Regions from separate parts of the Danio rerio genome. Here region 2 is linked to region 1. A link is a contact called in public Micro-C data. All regions are on one chromosome and are shown on one strand. Each heading gives the region's core, a stretch centred on a gene start, on an enhancer-like site or on the middle of the called end of the contact. The rest is flanking DNA. Distances are from core to core; before and after follow the strand shown. Region 1 has its middle 21 kb from the start of mafk. Region 2 holds the start of ints1 (integrator complex subunit 1).

Region 1 (4,582 bases), core at 679-3,178:
TTCTGAATATATTCATAAAGATTAAGTGACCACTTGAAAATTCACCATTTTCTGGATTTATTAGATATGGGTTTGAATGAAATGTTAATATTTGTTTTATTAGGTAAATGTCTGATAACATTGTCTAAAATTTCAAATAAGAAACATTGTAACTTAACTTTTTTTATTTAAAGATTTACAATGATTGGCTTGCGTATTCTAAAGTTAAAACTGGCGTTGTGTTCTCAATAAATAAATACAAACCAAAACATAACTATTCCAAACAGAACTTTCAAGTGGTCTATTAATTGTATTTTAAATTATATGTTATGCATATATAGATAGGTAGATAGATATGTGAATAAAACATGACATCATCATATGTCATCAAATGTGTTGGCGGAATCTCATAATACATCACTATAAACTGATATCAGTCATTGTAAAAGACCAGTGATTCTGATGAAGTCCAAAGTTGAAAATGATATCGACATCAAGGGCAAATCCTTATCCTGAAACATGACATTACTGATAAACAGAGAAAAAAAAAAAAAAAATCCAATAGGAAATGAGCCAATCCTCACATAGTCAGCTTTTATAGACATAGCAATCCCAAATGGGAAAACGGCACTTACCTTTTACTGTTGAATTGCAGTACAATACTATGAAGCACTTGCAAAGCAGACTGACATATGTAAATATGCAAGACTGAAAGCACAGAGGGGCTGAGATTCTAAGGGCACTTCATGTTTTTTTCTTTTATGATACTTGTTTTACAAAAGGTTAGTTAGTATAAAGTTGATTATCCTCAACTTGGTGATAACATCTAAGCGGCACATCAGTGTTGTCAGTTATCTTGAAGATATATCGTTTTTTTCAGATCTGTCTCTATACGACACCATAAAAATGGTAGGTAATCCATATTGGATAGAGCGATAGCTGTCTTAAAACTAATGCAGTTCAATTCTAACCTGTATATTACAGAACTGAGTTAAGCTTAGCAAATAATGTTGAATTCAAGCTCCCAAACTTCATCTAGAAAATTCCGTCCGTTCAGAAATCATTCCTACCGCCAAGCCACGAAAAAGTGCCACTGCCGGTGTTGGTAACCCTGATGAAATGTACATAAAAATGCAAATATTTGATATTTCGACACAGACTCTTGGGTATAGGGAGAATTCTGGTGTAATGTAGATCTGAAAACATTAACATATCCTAAAACTGATCCTTCGTAACATTGAGATGGTTAAAATCAGGATTGTCTCTTACCTAAGTGGCTATGACCTTTTTTTATTTTGTGAGCCCTTCCACCAATGCAAGGAAGCATATTGGGGTTTATATCGCCACAAGTGTTTTTGTATGTCTTTATATCCCCCAACATGATCTAAATTCCTCATTGCCTCTATAGTTTATATCTATATCCAGGACTGGTGTGATTTGTCTTTAAGTGGTTTATTTAATTGTCGATGAGCAGCAGAAACACACACACAATATCTTTTGAACAATATGTACAATATTATGAATGCAACACACTATTAGTTTATTATGGGTGAAATGTGGTGTGTTTAGGTTTCATTTCAGTATTCATTGTTTATTTGGCATTGTTATGAAAGGTTTAACATGCAGTCAGCATTTCAAACCATGACCTTTGTATTCTAATATATAAATGTGACCACAGCTCTGGTTGGCAAATCCGCTTTTATAGACGAATGAGTTTTTAAATTGCTGTCTCCACTTCCCTTTTAGGCCACAAAAGCTTTTTAGTGAGAGAAAAAAACTCTGACATTTACCATTCGTCATTGTGGCCATTTATTTTGTTCCTCTGAGATTCCTAACACATTACGTAATATTGGAATTGATCCAGTTCCATTAAAAGTCACTTAATCCTCCTTTATGGAGTTATATACAGCTTTTTAATGTAAGAAAACTTGACAAAACAGCTCTTTCTGCGCTTTACACTGACACCTGGTGGCGAGTTGTATTTTCTCCTTCAAAATGCTGTGATCAAATGCTGATGACACCAAGATCTCCGTTCGTTTCTTGGACTTTTGAGGCATTTTTGTTTTGCTTTTTTGTTTGTGTGTGAGTTCAATTCAGCTGCCACCAAAGCCATAACTCATTTGTGTACATTCTTTAAAATTCACTCAATTTTCTTGGTATCGTGAGTGAGGGTGTGCGATATTTTCTTTGTTAATATCTGCCGTTTTTGAATGGTATGTGCGCTAACATTTATCGCTACGCTAAAAAAACAAACAAACATAGCTCGAGAGTTGACTGTAAATTAAAGGGTCAGTTCACTCAAAAATGAAAATTTACTCACCCTTAAGTTGATCCAAACCTTTAAGTTTCATGGGTGTCAAGCTTCCAGCCCTGCATCAACACCTATCTGTGGGTATCAAACAAGCCGAAAGCACTCAATTAGTTTGATCAGGTGTGTTTAATCAGGGTTGGAAGTAAACTGTGCAGCGATGTGACCCTTCTGGAACGGGGTTCGATAGCTGTGTTCTTCTGTTGAAGCCAAAGCTGTCAAAACTATGTAAATCTGTAACCATTGACTTCCATAAAAACAAATAGTATTGAAATCAATGGTTACAGATTTCGAGCATTCTTCAAAATATCTTCTTTTCTCTTCAACTGATGACAGAAACAGGTTTGGACCAAATAAAGGGCAAGTAAATGATGACAGATTATTCGATTTAGGGTGAACTATATGGGGTGGCTAACCCTGTTCCTGGAGAGCCACCTTCCTGCGGATTTCAGTTGCAACCCATATCAAACACACTTGCCTGTAATTATCATGTGGTGTTCAGGTTCTAATTAATTGGTTCAGGTGTGTTTGACATGGGTAGCAACTGAAATCTACAGGAAGGTGGCTCTCCAGGAACCGGTGTTAGCCACCCCTGATATAGACCATTTTGAGGGATGTAAACAATAACAATAGTCCTAATATATTTACTGTTATGCATTTTTAATTTTTATAGCTTCCAGGAATTCAAAAAATGACATATTATTAAATAATGTTATATATAATAGCTGTTATAATAGATGTTATAATGATAGCTGTTTTAACGTAAAGTTTGATTGAATTGCCTTTATTTACAGTTATGAAATAGTTTGACATTAAACAGGAAATGTAAACGGACTATAATTCACTTCATGAAAATGATTCGATGGACAGTCCAACAAACAAAAAGTTAATATTAAGTAAATTAATATTGAGCTTTTATATGCTTTCCAGCTAGTTTTTAGGTTCCAAAATATTCTCAAAGTGTTATATGTTGATTAGCCAGGACCATTTTCTATATGTAATTAAAACATTCCTTCTAGTTTAGGAGAACAAACTCTATGTCATCTGTAACGTGATACAATCTGGAAAGTTTAATGTTTGGTTAAAAAAAAAAACCTTCAAAGAACATCCTAAAAATTTCTTATTTGGTTTCTAAAACAAGCTTATTTTTTTATAGTTCTGAAGCTTACATTTCTGAATGAATTAAGTGAGTTAATGATTGATTCATTGTCATTTGATTAAATGAATCATTTGCTTGACATTAAAGGGATAGTTCATCATTAGTCATCACTATAAACCAGTTTGATTTGATTTCTTCTGTTAAGCACAAAATATTTGTTAAAGAAACCATTGACCTCCATAGTAGGAAAAACAAATACTGTAGTCTGTAGACTGTAGTCACAGGTTTTTAGCTTTCTTCAAAATATCTTCTTTTGAGTTTAAGAGAAGCTCATAAAATTTTATAACCACTTGAGGTAGAGTAAATAGTGAGTCAATTACTATCCCTTTAAGATACAGACTTTCCACCACCTTCTAGTTGTTTTGGTGTTATATTTATTCATCCTCAACAGGCCTAAACCGTACCAGGGTAAAAAAAAAAAAAACACACACACACACTAAGCAAACTGTTGTTTATTATTACTATGGGGCAACACAGTGGCTTAGTGGTTAGCACTGTTGCCTCACAGAAAGAAGGTGGCTGGATCAGTTGCCATTTCATTGTGGAGTTTGCATGTTCTCCCTGTGTTTGTGTGGGTTTCTTCCGGGTGCTCCGGTTTCCCCCACAGTCCAAAGACATGCGCTATAGGTGACTTGAATAAACTAAATCGTAAATGAGTGTTACCCATTACTGGGTTCCAGCTGGAAGGGCATCCGCTGAGTAAAACATATGCTGGATAAGTTGGCGGTTCATTCCACTGTGGGGACCCCTGATGAATAAATGAACTTCGAAAGAAAATGAAAATTCTTACTATAGATACCATTATTGCCAGTATCGCACACCCCTACTCCATCCTTCAGTAATGCCGTAATTCAAACTAATAAGAACCAAACATGCTGTCAAAGAAGCTGTATTCTGTAGCCTTACAAGGAAGCCAGTGTTTTTTGGCCAGTTGATCAGATTAAAAAACAAGATCTGTACTGACAGAGGCATTACAGGTCATCCTGTGAGCGAGGCCTGTAGACACTTCCCTTTATTTTCATGCGGTTTTGTGCAGTAAACGTTCCTCCTAACACAGTTAGATGGTGAAGATGGTCTTTAAACTAAGTGGGTACTTTTTCCTGTCTTTTTTATTTTTAATGTATGCTGTATGTGGC
Region 2 (4,509 bases), core at 509-3,008, 33 kb before region 1:
CAGATAAAATACTTACCATAATACCTTTAACATGCATTTTGAAATGTTTTAAATTACAATTTCATGCAAACTTTGCATTCATTTCTTTTTTTATATAGCTGACATTATAGTAAAAATAATCTCTTGTTCTACTACATGATTATTTTTTATTTAAATAAGTAACAATGTTTTCTCTTTTTAATGATTTTTGTATTTTGAAAAAGATCTTTGCAAAACTAATATATAAAATAAAACTATGTTTTTTTTAATTTTGTAACATTTAGACCTTTCAAAGAGATTTTTTTTGCTGTGATATCAAAGGCAGCTCCAAAAACTCTAAATTTCACTGCAATTATGATCAAAATAAACATCAGATAAACAACATTTTACAATAAAATAGAAAGGTTTGTTGGCGTTACCTTCAATAGGAATCACAGACGGCTCTTTGATGGAGGGAGAAATTGACCTTTTGTCCACAGCAGCCACCTCAGCGAGACGAGAGAGGGCGCTGGGTGGAGTATTGGGGTGTTTGGGCCGTTTGGACAGACTGGACAAGCCGGAGGAAGAAGGCAGAGATGAAGATGCCTCTCTCTTGCGATCTGGTGGCAAACCAGTGGATGCCGGCTTCAGCAAAGCTGGGTTTGCTTTCGGTTCACTGCTCTGACTCTTCGACCCAAGAGCAATGAAATCTCCAGGAGGAGGGTGACCTGAAGGGCGCCAAAGGGGGAACAGGAAATACAAAACAATACAATACAATACAATATAATGAGTGTTCATCAAGTCAAAACAACTATTAAATGCCATGGATAAGAGATATGTTTTAAGAGTACCGAATTGTCCATATTGAGGTAAAGTTAGTTTTATATTTGCACATTCGTTCATTTTTGAATAGGTTCGAACTCCCTATATTGTTTACCATGCTACTTTGAATATTTGGTCTGAATTGGCATGCGAGTATGACTTCAAAACACCATTAGCTGCTACCTACTTAACTGTCTCTGAACAATGCAGTATTTTGATAGTCATTGGATGCTAATATGTTTTCTATACTTAGAATTTGTAAAGAATGATTTTCTGAAATTATATTATTAAGGAGAAAGTCCAAATGTGCAAATATAAAACCATCTTTATCCAAATCGTGTCCGAAAAGTAAGCTTAAAGTCTTACCTGATGGCTTGGTGTTACTAGGGCGCCTGATGCTTGTTGGCTTTGGTCGATTCATTGTGACAGTTTCCACAAGTTAAACAACTCACTGTAACTGTAAGACACATAAACAGCATTAGTCTTCAATTAGATAAAAGTACATTTGAGTCTATAACTTAAAATGACTATGATCACACCCAAACAAAATCTAGCATTTAACTTAGGTTAACTTTACATGGTGATATGGACTGATGTTAGCAGAAATAATTTGATACTGAAGTAAAAATATATATATATTTCCTATGCTGTACATAAGCAAGACAAAAATAGGTTAACTATTTTTTCGACTACCTGTAAGAGCTCTTATTTTATTTAATGTTTTGTATTTGTTTACATGCTAGTCTAAGCGTTTTAGCAGGTGATGCCTTGTAACGTTTTGTAAAAACATCAAATACTGGCTGAAATGTTCATTTTGAAAATGTTTGCTCTACCAGTAACATATCGTTTACATAATGGTACAGTAAGAAGGCAAAAAACAGGAATTGAGGATTAATAAAGTACCTCAGTTGTTGTTGAAAGGGGCAGCTACATGATTTGCCGAGTGCTGTTTGTGCTTCTGCTGCAGTGGAAGAGTTTGATGAAAAGAGCGGCTGCGCCTCCTGCAGCACTGGAGCTGAATGACTAAACTAAACTAAACTAAACTAAACTAAACTAAAATAAAATAAAATAAAATAAAATCCCAGTGCTGGGTTGCAGCTGGAAGGGCATCCGCTGTGTAAAACTTATGCTGGATAAGGTGGCAGTTCATTCCGCTGTGATGACCCCAGATTAATAAAGGGACTAAGCTGAAAAAAAAGAATGAATAAATGAAATAAAAGTAAATTAAATTTGATCAAATAATAAATACAGTACAATAAAAAGTTTATTTGTATAGAACATTTAAAACAACCACAGTGAGGGGTATAAAAACAAAGACAAGTCAACTAATTTGTATACAATAAAAAAGAACAAAAGCGCACACTACAAATGGAGATTCATTAAAATAAAGAATTGTTGCTTATCAAGTCAAAAAAAAATATTGAATGCCAAAGAGAACAAATACGTTTTAAGAGTTAGTTAAAAAAAAAATCATAAATAAACAAAAATAAAAATCAACATGTAAAAATTTAGGACAAAACAAAATAACATAAAAAGCAAAATATAATCAAAGAATAAAATAGAAAAAAACTAAAATATGTACAATAAAGTCAAAGACAACAAAAATATAATTAATTATAAAATAAAAATAATTTAAATTATTTAAACTATATAAATTTAATTAAAAAAAACTATAAAATCTTGGCATATAAGTATATAAACTAAACTAAAATAAAATAAAATGAAATAATAATATAAAATAAAATTGATAAAATAATAAACTAAAATAAACCTTAAAAAGTAAATAAAAATAAAAATAAAATGTGAAAAGGCAAAGACAAAACAAAATAAGACAGAAAAAATAAAACAATAAAATAGAATATACTTAAACAATTAAAATCAAGTAAAATACAATTAAAATACAAATGATTATAAAATTAAGACAATCAAAAGTAGTTTAAAAAAATTAAATAAATAATTATTTAAAATAAAATTAATAAAAAACTACATATTAATCATTAAAAGAAAGTAAATGAAAATAAAACAAAAAATGAAGACAAAACAAAATAAGATAAAACAGCAACAAATAAAAGAAAAAAAAACTAAAATTACTTAAATAAAGTAAAATGCAAAACACATTAAGATAAATGACGTAAAATAAAAGAATGAAGTATAGAATAAACTGAAATAGTTTAAATATCAAATTAAATCAACTAAACTAAATTAAGTGGAAAATAAATTAAATAACAATGAATTTAAAAAATATAAAAGAAGATTGATTTCTACAAGAAAGTTGTAGAAACTAAAAATAAAATAAAATATAACATAAAATAAGCACAGAGATCCCTAGTTTAAATTAATCTTTATTAAGCTTCAATTTTTTTCTCTTTTAGTCGGCCTTAGTTTTATGGTATTAGTTTTAGCTATCATAACTGCATGGAACCATTCGGCCATCAGGACAAATCATTCAGTTATTTTGCTGCTCCAATCTTTTATTACCAGCAGAGATCATGTGATTTTCAACTCCACTGCCATCTGTACGCTAATGGATGTTTACCTTCAATCTTGACTGCATGATGCAAAGCTTTGAGTCACTAAATCTGAAGCAGTTATTCATTTATTTCATTCATAATGTCATCGCCCCTTAAGACGCTTCACTCGTGTGACATAAGAATCTATCATTTTATCTAAAAGTAAAAGTTTATCTTAAAGTAACCACAGACTCTGGGTGGTTAGATGTCTCTGGGTGGCAGTGTTTCAATAGAGTGTTCCTGTACAAGGAATAATATTTCCAAGAATCTTCATTTTAAAAATGATGTCAGCATGGAAACAGACATTACTCTGCCTGCCAGACAAAAAAACAGCACAAAACAACACAGAGATACTCGCTCCAAAATAAAATAAAATAAAATAAAATAAAATAAAATAAAATAAAATAAAATAAATAAAACAAAATAACATTTTAGGCGACACAGTGGCGCAGTAGGTATTGCTGTCGCCTCACAACAAGAAGGTCGCTTTGCATGTTCTTCCTGCATTCGTGTGGGTTTCCTCCGGGTGCTCCGGTTTCCCCCACAGTCCAAAGACATGCGGTACAGGTGAATTGGGTAGGTTAAATTGTCCATAGTGTATGAGTGTGAATGAGTGTGTATGGGTGTTTCCCAGAGATGGGTTGCAGCTGGAAGGGCATCTGCTGCGCAAAAACATTTGCTAGATAAGTTGGCGGTTCATTCCGCTGTGGCGACCTCAGTTTAATAAAGGGACCAAGCCAAAAAGAAAATAAATGAATAAATGAATGGAAATAATATAAAATAATAAATATTAAAATAAAATATAATAAAACTAAATTATATAAAAATTTAAAACAATTAAATTACATACAATTAAATACAACTAAAAACCACAAAATAAGATTTTTTTTAATAAATTAATACAAAATTAGATACCATTACATACAATTAAATTTAATTTAATTTAAAATCTTAAATTAAAATTAATTTAAAACTAAGATACAATTAAATTTTATTACATTTAGTTAAGTTATATTAAATTTACTTATAAATAATAAATATACAGATTATGAATAAAATATAAATAAATAAATAAATAATAAATGAAGGAATAAATGAATGAATGAATGAATGAATGAATGAATAACATAATTATGACACATTTGAATGGAGCTACATAAACTTCAACTTTTCATCTTTCAAATTCCTTTTGAACCAATGAGATCAAATCAGTTCAACT

The links. A called contact is a pair of places that touch in the nucleus more often than the background predicts.
Region 2: a contact with region 1 is called in a Micro-C map of caudal fin, with 5 times the contacts expected there. The contact joins the promoter of ints1 here to the enhancer-like site in region 1. A contact is called at or near these places in 3 of 18 Hi-C or Micro-C datasets (caudal fin, hematopoietic stem cells and an unstated tissue) and 1 of 4 datasets of contacts at active chromatin or transcription factors (caudal fin).

The regions. Positions count from the first base shown.
Region 1 is chr3:42,003,732-42,008,313 of GRCz12tu, reverse strand. It overlaps a transcript of mafk not described here. Among named protein-coding and RNA genes, the nearest start is that of mafk, 21 kb to the left of the region's middle. Within about 2 kb of position 1,928, at least 8 of the 62 cell types and tissues checked have an H3K27ac peak or open chromatin away from gene starts, as enhancers often do. A contact at or near this core is called in caudal fin, where this site is marked.
Region 2 is chr3:42,036,960-42,041,468 of GRCz12tu, reverse strand. It overlaps ints1 (integrator complex subunit 1), which reads right to left and starts at 1,758. Exons shown (of 48, transcript XM_073944937.1): 1 at 1,474-1,758; 2 at 1,147-1,237; 3 at 399-686. The coding sequence starts at 1,201.